Linked DNA regions of Sus scrofa: region 1 is linked to region 2. A link is a contact called in public Hi-C data. All regions are on one chromosome and are shown on one strand. Each heading gives the region's core, a stretch centred on a gene start, on an enhancer-like site or on the middle of the called end of the contact. The rest is flanking DNA. Distances are from core to core; before and after follow the strand shown.

Region 1 (7,227 bases), core at 2,036-4,535, 370 kb before region 2:
GCTCCTGCTGAAGATCTTGGTTAGAGTTCCCAGTCTTCCCTAACTGTCTTTTGCTTGATCTCCAGCCACTTGGGCTACCCCTGGCTCCCTGTTTCCCTTGGCACAATGGAGTCCCAGCTCTGGTCCAGGGCTGGCAAGACAGACATGGATAACGCACTTGCCCTACCTTTAGGCTTGCCTGACCCATGCCCTGAGTCATGATGGAGACTCTTCTCCTGTGATTCCTCCTGGCCGTCCACACTGCCCAACCTGGCTTCTTCCAGGGAGGACTAGATGGTCCTTTATGTTAACTTGTGATGATGGGTATTAACACTCCATTGAGAAACCTCTTCCTTGGCATTTTATTTATGTATTTATTTATGTATGTATGTATCTACGTATTTATTTTAGGGCTGCACCCATAGAATATGGAAGTTCCCAGGCTAGGCATCGAATTGGAGCTGCAGCTGCTGGCCTAAGCCACAGCCACAGCAACATCAGATCCGAGCCGAATCTGCAACTTATACCAGAGCTCACAGCAACACCAGATCCTTAACCCACCACTGAGCAAGGCCAGGGATTGAACCCATGTCTTCATGGATACTAGTCAGATTCGTGAGCACTGTGCCGCAATGGGAACTCCTCCCCTGGGCATTTTTAAATGACACCCCCCCCAGTGTAGTAACGAGAAGACTAGCTTTCAAATATGGAAAACTGGGTTTCCTTCATAGTTCTGCCACAGACCTTAAGCGAAGCATTTAATCTCTTGCTTGTTTTAAAATCAATGCTTCTGTCTACCAGTACCATCGGACAGAAATTTCTGAGAGAACGGAAATGTTTGACTTCTGTACTTTAAATATGTTAGCCACTAGCCACAGGTGGCCATTAAACCTTTGAAATATGGCTAGTGCCAGAGAGAAATCTTCTTTTAAAATTTCTTATTTAATTTTAATTAGTTTAAATGTAGGTAGCCAAATGTGGCTAGTGGCTACAGTGTTGGACCAGAAGGTAGATTATCTCTTCCACTTCTTGCATCACTAGATAAAACAAAAGCTAGGAGTTCCCATTGTGGCTCAATGGGTTAAGGACCCAACACTGTCTCTGTGAGGATGCAGGTTTGATCCCTGGCCTCATTCAGTGGGTTCAGGATCCGGAGTTGCCTCAAGCTGTGGTGTAGGTTGCAGATGCAGCTCGTATCTGGTGTTGTGGTGAAGGCTGGCAGCTGCAGCTCCGATTTTACCCCTGGCCCGGGGAACTTCCATATGCTGCAGGTGTGGCTATAAAAAGAAGAAATAAATAAATAACATAAAAAAATAAAATCTAAAGGTGGGAACCTCTAGTTCTTTGATAGTAGATTAGTGGGGAAGATGGGGAGTAGACGAGCCTTAGTAATGACCCTTATAACCAGCCACATGGAAAACCACAGGAGACTAAGTACAGAACAAATCTTTGCTTTTAAGGTAGAGGACACTGTAAGAAGAGTCCTCTCTACTGCCAGTGGAGTTTGGGCCAAGGATGTCCAGTTCCATGTTCATGCATAGCCAGGCCCTGCCTCGTACTGCGGGCTTAGTCTGAGGCTTTACAAATAGGCAGACTCTACTTCTGAGGAGACAGGTGGCCTGAGGGCATGACTTATCCTCTCCTGGCCTCAGCTTCCTTCTGCAGCAGGGAACACACGCCTGTCCCTCAGGATGGCTTTGGGGATGGAATGGTACAATGTACATATAGGAACCCGTAGAGCTGCTGGAGAACTGCTCCTCTCTTCTTCAGAAAATCATGACAGGAGTCGTCTCAGAGAATCGCAAGATCCTGTAACACAGGACAAGAAAGCTAGTGGCCTCTGCGTCCCAGGTTCTCGTGACGTGTGGCTGTTGGCTGATCAGACGCCCAGGAGGAAGGTGTGATTTGAGAAGAGAATCATGCTTCTTCCTCACACCTGACTCCCCTCCTAGCAAACATCACCTCTGTCTCTGAATCCATGGTGGGCTTCAGGAGAGGGTCCCCATACAAGCTCCATGTGCCCCAACCACAGCTCTAACCAGTCAGAGAAAGGTCCCAGGCCCAAAAGGGGACGCACCTACTTGTGGGCATAGGCGTTACATGCATACATGCATTATATTTTAATTTCTCATCCTTTGAAATGTCTAGAGCATACACTGTATATTAATACAGGAGTGCCTCTTTCTATGGAAATAAACATTCATAGTGAGGTGTGTGCTTAAAATGAAGTTACAGATACGGGTGCATCATCATGCAAGGTTGGAAATCTCTGTGAGTCAGCTGGGGACGCGGGACACCCAGTGAGCCGCAATCAGCCCCACAGAGACGTGAGGTGGGGCCTGAGCTACGGGAGCCCAGACCTGCGTGTGGAATGTGGGATCCCTGGTGAATTCCAGAGATCAGAGGGGCCCTGAGCGGGGCAGGAAGTTGTTCTGAGGACATCTCTACCCAGTTCAGGCAGGAGGGCCCAGGGCCAGGGCTGAGGCTGAGGAACAAGCAGATCCCTCTGTCTCCGTGTGGGGTGCCGTCACTAGGTGCAGCCTCAGCACCGCCACTCTGGTGACAACCTGCCACAGTGTTTTGTCCTCTGAGTGAATTTTCTCCTGGTGAGTGCAGGCTGTCGATGGCAGAAGTCTCCCTTGACTCTTTTCATTGTTAACTGTTCTATGAGCACATCCTGGGCTGGATCTTTCCTTTTTTGGCTGTTGTTTTTTGTTTTGTTTTGGTTTGGTTTGGTTTCTGTGTTCTATTTCCAGCACTACGAAAGAAGAGGAGGCCTCTGCTTCCCGGGGAAGGGGAAGGGGGACAGGGGTTTGGCTGACTGGTTTAACTGAAGGGTGGGTGTGGACATCGGGGTGCAGAATCCCAGGGAAACAGGAGCAGGAAGCTAGAAAGGGGAGAACATCATACAGTTTATAAAGGGGCTTCATGCACAGACCTCGCAGCCGCCTAAACTCTGCATATTGTTAATGTCCATTTTCCTAAGAGAAAATGGAAGGTTCAAGCCACTTCCCCGAAGTTGAACAGTGAGCTAGTGACTCAAAAGAGCCTTTAGACTCCCTAGGCTGGTGCTTTTGCCCCTACCTTGAATCTCAGTGTTGCAGTGTATTAGGTGGATGATATAATTAAACCAAATTAAAATAGGGAATTAGGTTGTGAATCTGTGAATAAAATTTTCATCTTCTAAAATTTCTTTGAGGAGATGCTGATTCTGGGTGATAACTGTGGTGGGTGTGACTGGGGAAGCAGAATCCTGCCCAGACCGAGTCTTGCTTTTTGTAACCACTAGGTGGCAGTCCAAGCACAGTTTTCCAGGGACCCTTTACCGTTGAGGATCCAGGGCAGCGACCAGAGGAGTTTCCTGCAGCAGCCCAGGGTGAGTCATCCTGCAACTCCAGTGTCGTGGTAGCAGTTTCAGTGCGTCTGATTATCTGGAGTTTTCTCTGTGCTCTCCATCCAACCTCGTCAGAGGCTTCTATGACTGTGTAGAGATGCCTGCTGTGGGACCTTCTGCTGAATTAAGTAGAAAAGTGAATGAAGGAGATGCTTAATGGGGCTGCCCACCCTAGGAATACCCAGGAATCATCATTCTTCTGAGTAAGCAGGGCTGCCCCAGCTCTAGAAGGAAAATTCCACATCTCCTGCTCTGTACTTCAAAAACAAATCTTCAGGCTGTGTAACATCCTGGTCACTTTCAGTGTTGTGACCGGTTACAGAGTAAGTGCTGTTAATAGGAAATCCGAGACTCAAAGGATGTGGTGAGCTGACTTCTCCCCAAATACAGTGTATCACATTCTCATCGCAAAGAAGAGCATCTCTGGGGAGTGGCCCAGCCTGCCTCCCTCTAGAAAGGAACGTCCTGCACTAAAATTGTTTTATTAATATGAGTTAATGTATATTGAGCACAGAGAAAGCACTATGTTTACACTTAATATACATGACCTTTTTTTCTCTAACAAAGGCTAACAGGGGTATATGTTATCATGATCCCGGTCTTCGAATGAGGAGACTGAGGATTAGAGTGCTGAAGTGACTTGCTCAAGCCATGGAATTGGAGTGAGGGTTTCTCTGATTTAAAGGCTACTATTTGTGTCACTCTGTGAGTAGTTAGCACATTCTTTGACCATGAATAGTGTCTTATTACCCCAGTGCTGGCACAGAAGGGGGCTGAGATGGGTCCCAGTGTCCTAGTGCATATTCTTGTGTGTGTGTGTGTGTGTGTGTGTGTGTGTGTGTGTGTGTTTGCTTTTTAGGGCTGTACCCGTGGCATATGGATGTTCTGGCTAGGGGTTGAATTGGAGCTGCAGCTGCCAGCCCACGCCACAGCCTCAGCCACAGCAACATGGGATCCGAGCCTCATCTGTGACCCACACCACAGCTCACATCCTTAACCCACTGAGCGAGGCCAGGGATCAAACCTGCATCCTCATGAATACTAGTTGGGTTCTTAACCTGCTGAGCCACAATGGGAACTCCCTAGTGCAGATTCTTTGGTGAGGTAGAGCAAGATGCCAAGATGCCCACCTGGCTGAGGCGGATGGGAAGTCCCCCCAGGCCTAGCTCTGCTGAGGTTCAGTTTGACAGGCCCATCCAGAAGAGGTAGTCCAGGCAACGAGGCAGGTGGTTCAATAGTGATGCAGCCAGTACGGGGTGGGGGGTATCTTGTGTGTTTATGCTTCCTAGTGCATTTTGTCAAAGCCGGTTTGATCAAATGGCAATCCCTGATTCTCCTTTGTGTCTCTGGATGGAAACCCTACTACAATCTTAGAGTCAGTTGGGCTGTACGAAAGTGCAAGCATTTTCCTCGAGGTTTATTTCCCAAAGGCTTGATCACGATGACTCTTCCACTGGTCTGCATGAAAATGAGAACACAAGAACAGTATTTTTCAGAAAACAACATTTATTACATTTAGAAGATAATCCCTACTTTTGAGATTCTTCCCTTCCTACTTTTTATGATTAAAACGTTTCTCTTAAGAAGCAGTGGAAGTTGATTTATATCTTAATAATGGTCCCTGGAACAGTAAAAACTTGACAAACCGATGGAGTGCTCCCCCTTTTCTTCTTTTATTTTTTTAATTTAAAAAATTTATTAAAGAATAATTGATTTTCAGTGTTCCTTCGATTTCTGCCGTACAGCAAAGTAACCCAGTCATAGACATACATTCTTTTTTTTCATACTATCCTCCATCATGTTGTAATTCCAAAGATTGGATAGTTCCCTCTGCTGTAGGGACCCCATCGCTTATCCATTCTAAATGTACTGGTTTGCATCTACCTCTTTTCTTTTCTTTATAAAAAATTTTACAGATAAAATCTGGGAACCCCAGCTCTGGGTGGTCCTCAAACTTCGTTCCCCTGAGCACATCAGGAGTGTTTTACATACTGCCATCTAGTGGTCATCCTGGCTCACACTCGCTGACCCCTCTGAGAAAATAAATGGTGTAGTGTAAACACGAGTATGTGTGTATGTGTGAGTGTGTGTGCGTGTAAACTCAATTGGGTGCTGACAAGCGGAGATGTGTTAGCATGGAAAAATGCAGGTTTTTGAAAATTGTGTAGAGAGATTCGGCGTGAACAGACCTCCTACTCCAAACCCACATGGGCAGAATTGAAAGCAGGTGTGTGGGATTAACACTCTGTATTTTTTCCAACATCCACCACCAAAAGGGCAGCAAAACAGAATCATTCGTGCTCAGGAGCGCAATCAGCTAATAGGACATGAGAATTTGTAGAGGAAAGGCTTTCAAGACTAAACGTGGGTCAAATGTGTTCACAGTTTAACTCATGCCTTTTGAACAACAGAGACATACATCCCTTCAGACTCTGGGAGGACACATCCACCTTTCAGAAATGGGTGAGTAAAGATTTCTGCAAGTGCCTGGTGTACTTGGAGGTGTGGGGGGAATGTGGGTTTGCAAAGAGCAGATAGCCTTGACCTTTGAAGTGACCTCTGTGTAGACATGACTAACCAGCAGCTGGTATGTCCCACCTCTGCTCTTCCTGGCTGCCACAGATCTGGAATTCTCTGTCTGCAGCCTCCCGCTGACCTCCTCCTCCAAGCTGACTGCTCATCCTCTAGGCAAAGAGGACTTGTTTCAGACTGGGGGGTGGGGGAGGTGGGAGGAGGTGGAGGCATGGAGAGAGATAAGGGAAAAGGGGAGAAATGCAAAAAAAAAAAAAAAAAAAAAAAAAAAAAACACAAAACAAAACCCAAGTCTGGGGTAGACTGGAGTCTGGGACTTGGCTCCTTAGAAGACCTGCCTTGTCACAGCCCTTCCAAAGCCCAGAAGACCTGGTGGAGAAGGGCTTTAAACCACGTGGTATTCTGTAACTCACGTGAGTTGTCCTGAGTGGAATCAGGGGATTCAGGTTCTCGATGGTGGTGCACAAGCCAGCAGGCCATAACTTGCTAACAGGCTTATCCTGAAAGGTTATGTGTACATGAGCCCTACTTGAAATCCGAAGCACACTGACACATCAAATCAAAGTGCTCAGACTCCCAGCCTGGCTCAGGAAGCCCCTTTAACTTCTCGTGTTCCTGAACTGCACTTCAGACTTCCTTTGAGCCACCTGAGTTTTCGTGGGGCACACGGTGGGGATGCGGAGGTTCTGCAGAGACTTAATCATTGATTCTTTTAATAGTTCTCAGTAGAAACTCCTTAACATATCAGAAGAGTACCCAGGGGGGGAGAAAACTAGAAATAAAGAAATAAATCTGAATATAATTAATCATATTTGCCAAGGGGATATGTTCAAAGAATTCTTAGATGCAACAGCAGCCAGTAATTAAAGGAAGAAAGTGCAAGAGTACGAACAGCCTTGCCTCAGTGCCTTTGTTCCCTGGGCTGCGAACACCCAGGGCTTAAACGCATGCTCCTTTCCATCTTCGCCTGGGCTGCCTGTGTGCTCCAGGACGGCTCCACACCCTGTAGGTCTGGCTCATAGAAGGTGCTTAATAAGCATCTGATGAGTGCACGTGCCAAGAGCAGGCATGATCTCGCGCTTGCATTCATTCTATACCTAGTAATCAAGTGCTTTCTATGATGTGGGTGTGTGCTAAGTACTGGGATCAACAGTAAACTGGGACATTGGGTCCCTCCTTTTGTGGCTTGTAGCAGGCTCACTCATGGCCTGCCAAAGTGCCAACATCCCTGGAACCTTGAGTATGTCACCACCTTCCATGGCAAAAGGGACTTTTCAGATATGATGACATTAAGGAGGCTGAGATGGGGAGATAGATCATCC
Region 2 (6,549 bases), core at 129-2,628:
AAGAAAATCATGAACTTGGAGAATAGACTTGTGGTTACCAAGGGGGAGGGGAAGGGAGTGGGGTGGATGGGGAGCTTGGGGTTAATAGATGCAAACTATTGCCTTTGGACTGGATTAGCAATGAGATCCTGCTGTGTAGCACTGGGAACTATGTCTAGTCACTTACTATGGAGCATGATAATGTGTGAAAATAGAATGTGTACATGTATGTGTAACTGGGTCACCATGCTGTACAGTAGGAAAAAAATGTTTTGGGGAAATAACAATTAAAAAAAGTGTATGTCTACATATACACACAATTATATAAAAGGACTACTCTATGTAGGCATGAGGAAATCTACTCAATACTGTATAATAACTTATATGGGAAAGGAATCTGAAAAGGAATGGATATATATTTATGTATAACTGATTCACTTTGCTGTATACCTGAAAATAACACAACTTTGTAAGTCAGCTATACTCAAAGATTTTTTAAAAACATATGTCTACATATATCTCACTGTACTTAAGTGCTCATAGCAGAATCATTCATAATAGCTAAAAAGTAGAAACAACCCAGATGTCCATCATCTAATAAGTGGATAAACAGAATGTGATATATACATACAATGGACTATTATTATTCAGCCATAAAAAGGAATAAAGTATTAATACATACTACAACATGGATTAACCTTGGAAACATGCTAAGTGAAAGAAGCCAGGTAGAAAAGGCCACTTAGTGTATGATTTCATTTATAAGAAATGTACAGAATAGGCAAATCCATAGAAACAGGACATAGATTAGTGATTGCCAAGGGCTGAGAGGGAGGGGGAAGTGAGGACTAACTGCTAATGGGTAAGGGGTTTCTTTTGGGGATGATGAAAATGTTCTGGAATGAGATTTTGGTGATGATGGCATACACAACTCTGTGAACGTACTAAAAACCATTGAATTGTACATTGCAAAAGTGTGAAATTTATGATATGTGAATTAGATCTCAATGAAAAAGTTTAAAGGAGTTCCCATTGTGACTCAGCAGGTTAAGAACCCAACATAGTGTCTATGAGGATGCGGGTTTGATCCCCGGCCTCACTCAGTGGTTTAAGGATCAAGCAGTGCTTCAAGCAGTGGCGTAGGTCGCAGATGTAGCTCGGAACGGTTGTGGCCGTGGCTTTGGCATAGGCCCGCAGCTGCAGCTCTGATTTGACCCCTATCCCCGGAAATTCCGAATACCATAGGGGTGGCTGTAAAAAGAAAAAAAAATGCACAAAAGGCCAAGAAAGAAAGTAACAGGGACAGAGAGGGGACAGCAGGATCTATGACACACATCAGAGAGCAGAACCAAAGACTGTCAGGGTAAGGCAAGTATGTGGGAGACCAGGCAGAGGATGAATATTCCCAGAGCTGCCAGCTGGCTTGGGGGAGGCTTGGCCATGTTCACTCTCACTCTGACCAGAAGCTAGCGGGGCATGTTCCTGAAGCCAAAACAAGAAAGGTCGTTTCTGACCCAGAGACTAAAGTGACAGCAGAGGAAGTTACCCCAAGATGCTCCAGTGACCAGGATCCAGTATGGAGAGCCATGCCCAAAGTGAATTCTTGTCAGAGTCATTGTCACAGGGGGTTTTAACCTGAGGTCCATGGATTCTTAGACTTTCAAGGGCCCTTGAACCCTTCCTGTTATGTGGAAAGGCTTTGTGTTTATTTGTGCATCCTGTTCTAGGGAGAGACTTATCAGCTTGTGAAAGGACCTAGGATGGGAGAAAGGTTTTTTAAAAAATTAAATGTTCCTCTTAAAGTGCCAGGCTCATTCTCTGGCTGTGTGATAGATTGTGTTGAATGGTCTGGCACTCCTCATTTTTGGAATAAAAATGAATTCTTTGCGAATGATCTCACTGCCTGCAGTGCTGTCTGATTCTGTCCTGGCATTTGATAGAACTTGTTAGGGGATTAGGTAAGACAGGATGTTGGTACATTTGAGGTCATTAAACCAAGAAAGGAAGGAGGGAGGGAAGAAATCTCGCTAAATATATTGTGGAGTTGAACAGCATATTCAGTTGAAATGCTGAATAGCTAAGGGACATTCTTTGTGCTCTGTGCCAACACTTGGGAACCCTTCGAGGCAGACCAGAGTGGCAGAGGCGGCCCCATCTAGGTGCGGTGCACTGGTCAATGCCTGTCTTTCCAAGAAATACTGTTTTACTTGTCCTTTTATGGAGGAGGCGTGGATGGCTGTGATGTCCTGGGTTGCCTGACATGTTTGTAAGTGAATACAGTTAACATAGATTCGACATGTTTGTAAGTGAATACAGTTAACATAGATTCTAGAGAAATGACAAAAGCTGCCCTAAAAAAAAAAAAAAAAATCTGCCTTTTCACCCGGTGCCCAGCATTCTCACAGTTCTGGTTTCAAGACTAGGAGAATAATGAAAAATATGTCATGGGAAATCTCATGTGTATGAACGGTTTTATTGGGTGAAATGTAATCCCCCACAAATTTATTTTCCACCTGTCTTTTCCTTCAGTCTTCTTTTTGAGGGTCCTTCAATCTTATTTTGAATTTATAGTCTATGCTCACTTAAAGATGTTTTGGGTAGGTGGTGATGACAGTTGCACAACTAAGTGAATGTCCTTAATGCCACTAAACTGTACGCTTAAAGATGATTAAAATGGTCAGCTTGGGGGTTTGCATATTTTGCCACAATTAAAAAACAAACAAACAAACAAAAAACAAACAAACAAAAAAACCTCTGTTGGCTAATACAGAGGAGAAAACCATTTGCCTTTTGAGATGGGAATTCTAAGTACCTTCGTATGTTAAAGGTCAAGTGCTTTCCTCCATATCATGTGAATATGGAAGTAACTGGCAAAAGCTCATGTGGGATAAAAACGCTCATTTAAGAGCCGTGTGGTCCCAACCCTGCCACCCTTGGCTGTGGACCCCTGGGCCCGTGTATCTGGAGCTGATGATGAGACCACAGTACATGTGCTTTCCCCTTTCTCCCTCCCTGCCTTCCTGCCTTCCTTCTCTTCACACCTTGGTTTCCTATGCAGTAAAATGAAGAGGTTGGATTCCATGGTCTCCAAGATCCCTTGCAGCTCTGCCGATCTGTGGTTTATCAAAAAAAATTTTTTGGAAGCTCTGCAGAATATACCTCCCATATAGACAAACTCAGTCCCCGTGTGTAACCACAGCAGCTTCTGCCACTTCTTTCACTCTTCTCTCCCCGTTCTTTCTCTTCCTCAGCCTGCCGAGAGTCTGGCTGGAGCTGGGACATGGACAGGAGCCGGAGAAAAAGACTTAGGTGGCCGGAGTCAGAGTCAGGGAATGTTGGCTGGGCTGGGACTTGAGCAAGGCTAGAGTTGGCCCTGATGGTGCCACATGGTCACGGGCCCAGCGGGATTCAGGGCCATGGCCCAGGATCCTCTAAAGAGTGTGTGACCACAGCAGGATTAAGCACAATTGATTTTTATATGAGGCAGATGATGGCAGGCATAGGGGGCTGTAAATCCAGAGAGAGAAGCTGAGTTTGTCATGTGAAGAAGCAACGGCAGGAAGTGGAGCCTGTGGGGGAAGGGGAGTGTTGGGGGGAGAGGGGGGCTGAAGGGAGGTATGTGGCCAGACCCCAGGCAGGGCTGGAGCTAGGAACAGATGATTGTAATAAATCATGGCTGGCTGTGAGGATGACTCTATGCTGAGTCCTGTGAGTCTCCTAGCGAATCACCTGACCTGGGATTGTCCTGGGGACCCTTGATGCCAGGGGAGGGGGTGTTAAAAACAGAGAGACCAGGAGTTCCCATCGTGGCCCAGTGGTTAGTGAACCCAACTAGGATCAATGAGGATGCGGGTTCGATCCCTGGCCTCACTCAGTGGGTTAAGGATCTGGCGTTGCCGAGCTGTGGTATAGGTCACAGATGTAGCTCGGATCCCAAGTTCCTGTAGCTGTGGCGTAGGCCAGTGGCTACAGTTCCAATTGGACCTCTAGCCTGGGAACCTCCATGTGCCACTAGTGTGGCCCTAAAAGACAAAAAGACCAAAAAAAGAAAACAGACCAGTTACCATGGCAGTGGCAGTGAACCAGGTTAGAAGCGACGGTGATGGCGGCAGAAATGGAGGAGTCGAGAGATTGGAGATCAGGTTGAAGACAGGGTCAAAGCACTGCTGAGGGAGTAGATGTTCGAAGCAAGGGGGAGAGAGGAGAATTGGCTGGACCGGCTGGGTCAGTGTAAATGCATTTTCTGGAAAGAGTGCCTCACACCCTTCTTTGACCATGTGCCTTACCTGTCTTCAAGGTTCTTGGCCTGATTTGCAGCCACAGCCCCTGTGGCAGCCATTGGCTCTGTGTTGACCCAACAGCCTCCTGTGGGGACGACCCAGTGGCACCTTGACTTGTGTGAGACCTGCTTGGCACCCACACCTGTGCCATCTGCAAGTCAAGGAGTGCCCGCCCCTGCAGATGAGGCTGGGGGACAGGTGCAGCTGTGCAGCACACAGGGATAGAAATTTGCAGGGTTTTCAGAGAGCTGAAGCACCAGGAGAAGGAAAGTTCTTAAATGCAAAGGAGGCAGAGAACCCTCAAGAGCCCAGGCTACGTGTTGAACCAGGGAAGTCAAGGCACTGCCGATGCCCACCCGAGTTCTCAAGAAACTGCCCTTCTCTGCATTGACAGGCAGCCCCTGCACACATGCCCATCTCCACTCCTGCAGATGGACTTAGTCACTGGCTGCCTGATTTCATGGATGGTCTTTGATACAAGCATGGGAACATGAGCCCTCAATGTGACCTCAGATTCTGCTTCGGGAGTTTCCTGTTGGAACACTGCCAGGGACACTTTTCAGAGACTGGGACCTGGACTGAGATACCAGATACAGTGTTTTCACTGCCATGTCTTACAAAGAGGACAGGTATCCTAGGCTTATAATTCACCCAGAGAGAATGATCTGGGCCATTTTAAAATAAGATACCTGATAGTGCTTTTAAGAAACTGCAGTCCAAAAAAAAGTTAATTCTAATATCCTTCATGAAATATAACCATTTTAGTGCCAACAAGCTAATCAACTCTTTTTACACAAATAATTAAATTGCTGTAGGACCTGCAGCTTTGTCCTTTTACTTAGACATTTTGCGGGTAGCACATGGAAAAGCTGCCATGTTTCTTTTGGGAAGGGGAATATAGTCTCCCCAAAGCGTAATGAGTGGAAGGGTTGAATAGGAAAGGGGCAGCCTTTGGCGTTAGATGGATGTGGTTACAGAATGCCTGTCATCCCTCTTATCTCCTCCAGCGTGACTTTGGACAAGGCACATGGCCTCTGGGAGCCATCGTTCTATCATCTGCCAGGTGGGCTAGTAATACCTATAAAATTCCTAACACAGTTCCTGGCACGGGGGAGTTTTCAGTCAATGGAAATTATTATTACTCTGTGTAAATACAGGCCAGTATTTTTCATCTTATGGAGTCTACAGAAACCCCCAAATTATTTCAGGTTGTGTACTTTCCACATTTGCTTCTTTTGAGCGCCTTCTTTTCTCAATTGTCAGTGGCAAGTGGTTCTGATTGCACCATCCTCTTAGGAGCAAGGTGGAAATCTGAACCCATGCTCTGCTATGTTTTGGGACCTTAAACACCTTGAGAGTCAAAGAAGTGAATTTTCTAGCTGGGGTTCTCCAGTGCGAATACCTTGGTCCCAGTGTCTGAAATGTGGGAGTGGAAACTTTCAGAAATGTTTTATCTTCATTAATTTTCTCCATCCTGTGTGAAATGGCTGCTCCCCAGTTCTTTCTTTGTTGCAGCAAAAAAAGCACATTTCCTCACATTGCCTTCCCATGCCAGTAGAACAAAACACAAAAGCCACAAGATCTATGATTCAAAGGTCTGCCTCAGACAAGTGACTGCTTAAATTCTGTTTGAAATGTAGATTTTTTTTAAAAAGACTCATCTCTGTAGTTTCCCAAAAATTAACGTCAATAGACCCCTTTCTTTTTAAAGCCCTTCTGGTCATAAAATGGTGTGTGACGACTCAATTTTGTATTTCTGAATATGAATAAGGACTCCAGGGCCACTCACAAGTTAGCATGTTTATTGCTAAAGCTGTCGCTAAATTGTTAGCAATATTTTTCTACAGTATGGGACCAGCAGAACGTTTGAAATTTGACCTTTTCCAGCAGATGGTAGTCTCAAAATGCAATTTGTAATTTTAGAACTAAGTTTTGAACTCTTGTCTTGTTTTCTGACCACTCTAATTTATCTTTCTACTCAATCCAGAGGGAAAAAGTGATGGAGTGAGCGTGTGTCTGTGTGTGTGTCTCTGTGGATGTGCACGTTATTTATTATTATTTAGCCCTAAAAATCAATAGTGTGACTTTGCATAGAGGTGTCAGAGTGGCATTTTGAAGCTACTCAAAAGAGCTTGGGCTGAGATCCGCTCCATGGTGTCTTCCAGGTACAACCCTATTGGGATGCAAAGCAAAATCAGATTGTTTTGCTGGGTGACTCTTTTCACCTCCAGTGAAATAATATAAATGCAATGGAGAGAATTAGCGTAAAAGCACAGTCTTCTAGAGCTTG

The links. Hi-C and Micro-C count contacts between places; a contact is called where the count stands out from the background.
Region 1: a Hi-C map of embryonic fibroblasts shows a contact between it and region 2, with 2.7 times the contacts expected there. The contact joins two enhancer-like sites. A contact is called at or near these places in 2 of 47 Hi-C or Micro-C datasets (embryonic fibroblasts and epiblast stem cells).

What each region holds. Positions count from the first base shown.
Region 1 is chr1:58,452,304-58,459,530 of Sscrofa11.1, reverse strand. LOC102157779 (a long non-coding RNA gene) reads right to left here. Exons shown (of 5, transcript XR_001306010.2): 4 at 4,504-4,831; 5 at 1,206-3,489. Among named protein-coding and RNA genes, the nearest start is that of MAP3K7, 92 kb to the left of the region's middle. Within about 2 kb of position 3,285, at least 16 of the 83 cell types and tissues checked have an H3K27ac peak or open chromatin away from gene starts, as enhancers often do. A contact at or near this core is called in embryonic fibroblasts, where this site is marked.
Region 2 is chr1:58,079,605-58,086,153 of Sscrofa11.1, reverse strand. The region is part of intron 2 of BACH2 (transcription regulator protein BACH2); the gene reads left to right. Among named protein-coding and RNA genes, the nearest start is that of BACH2, 200 kb to the left of the region's middle. Within about 2 kb of position 1,378, at least 8 of the 83 cell types and tissues checked have an H3K27ac peak or open chromatin away from gene starts, as enhancers often do. A contact at or near this core is called in embryonic fibroblasts, where this site is marked.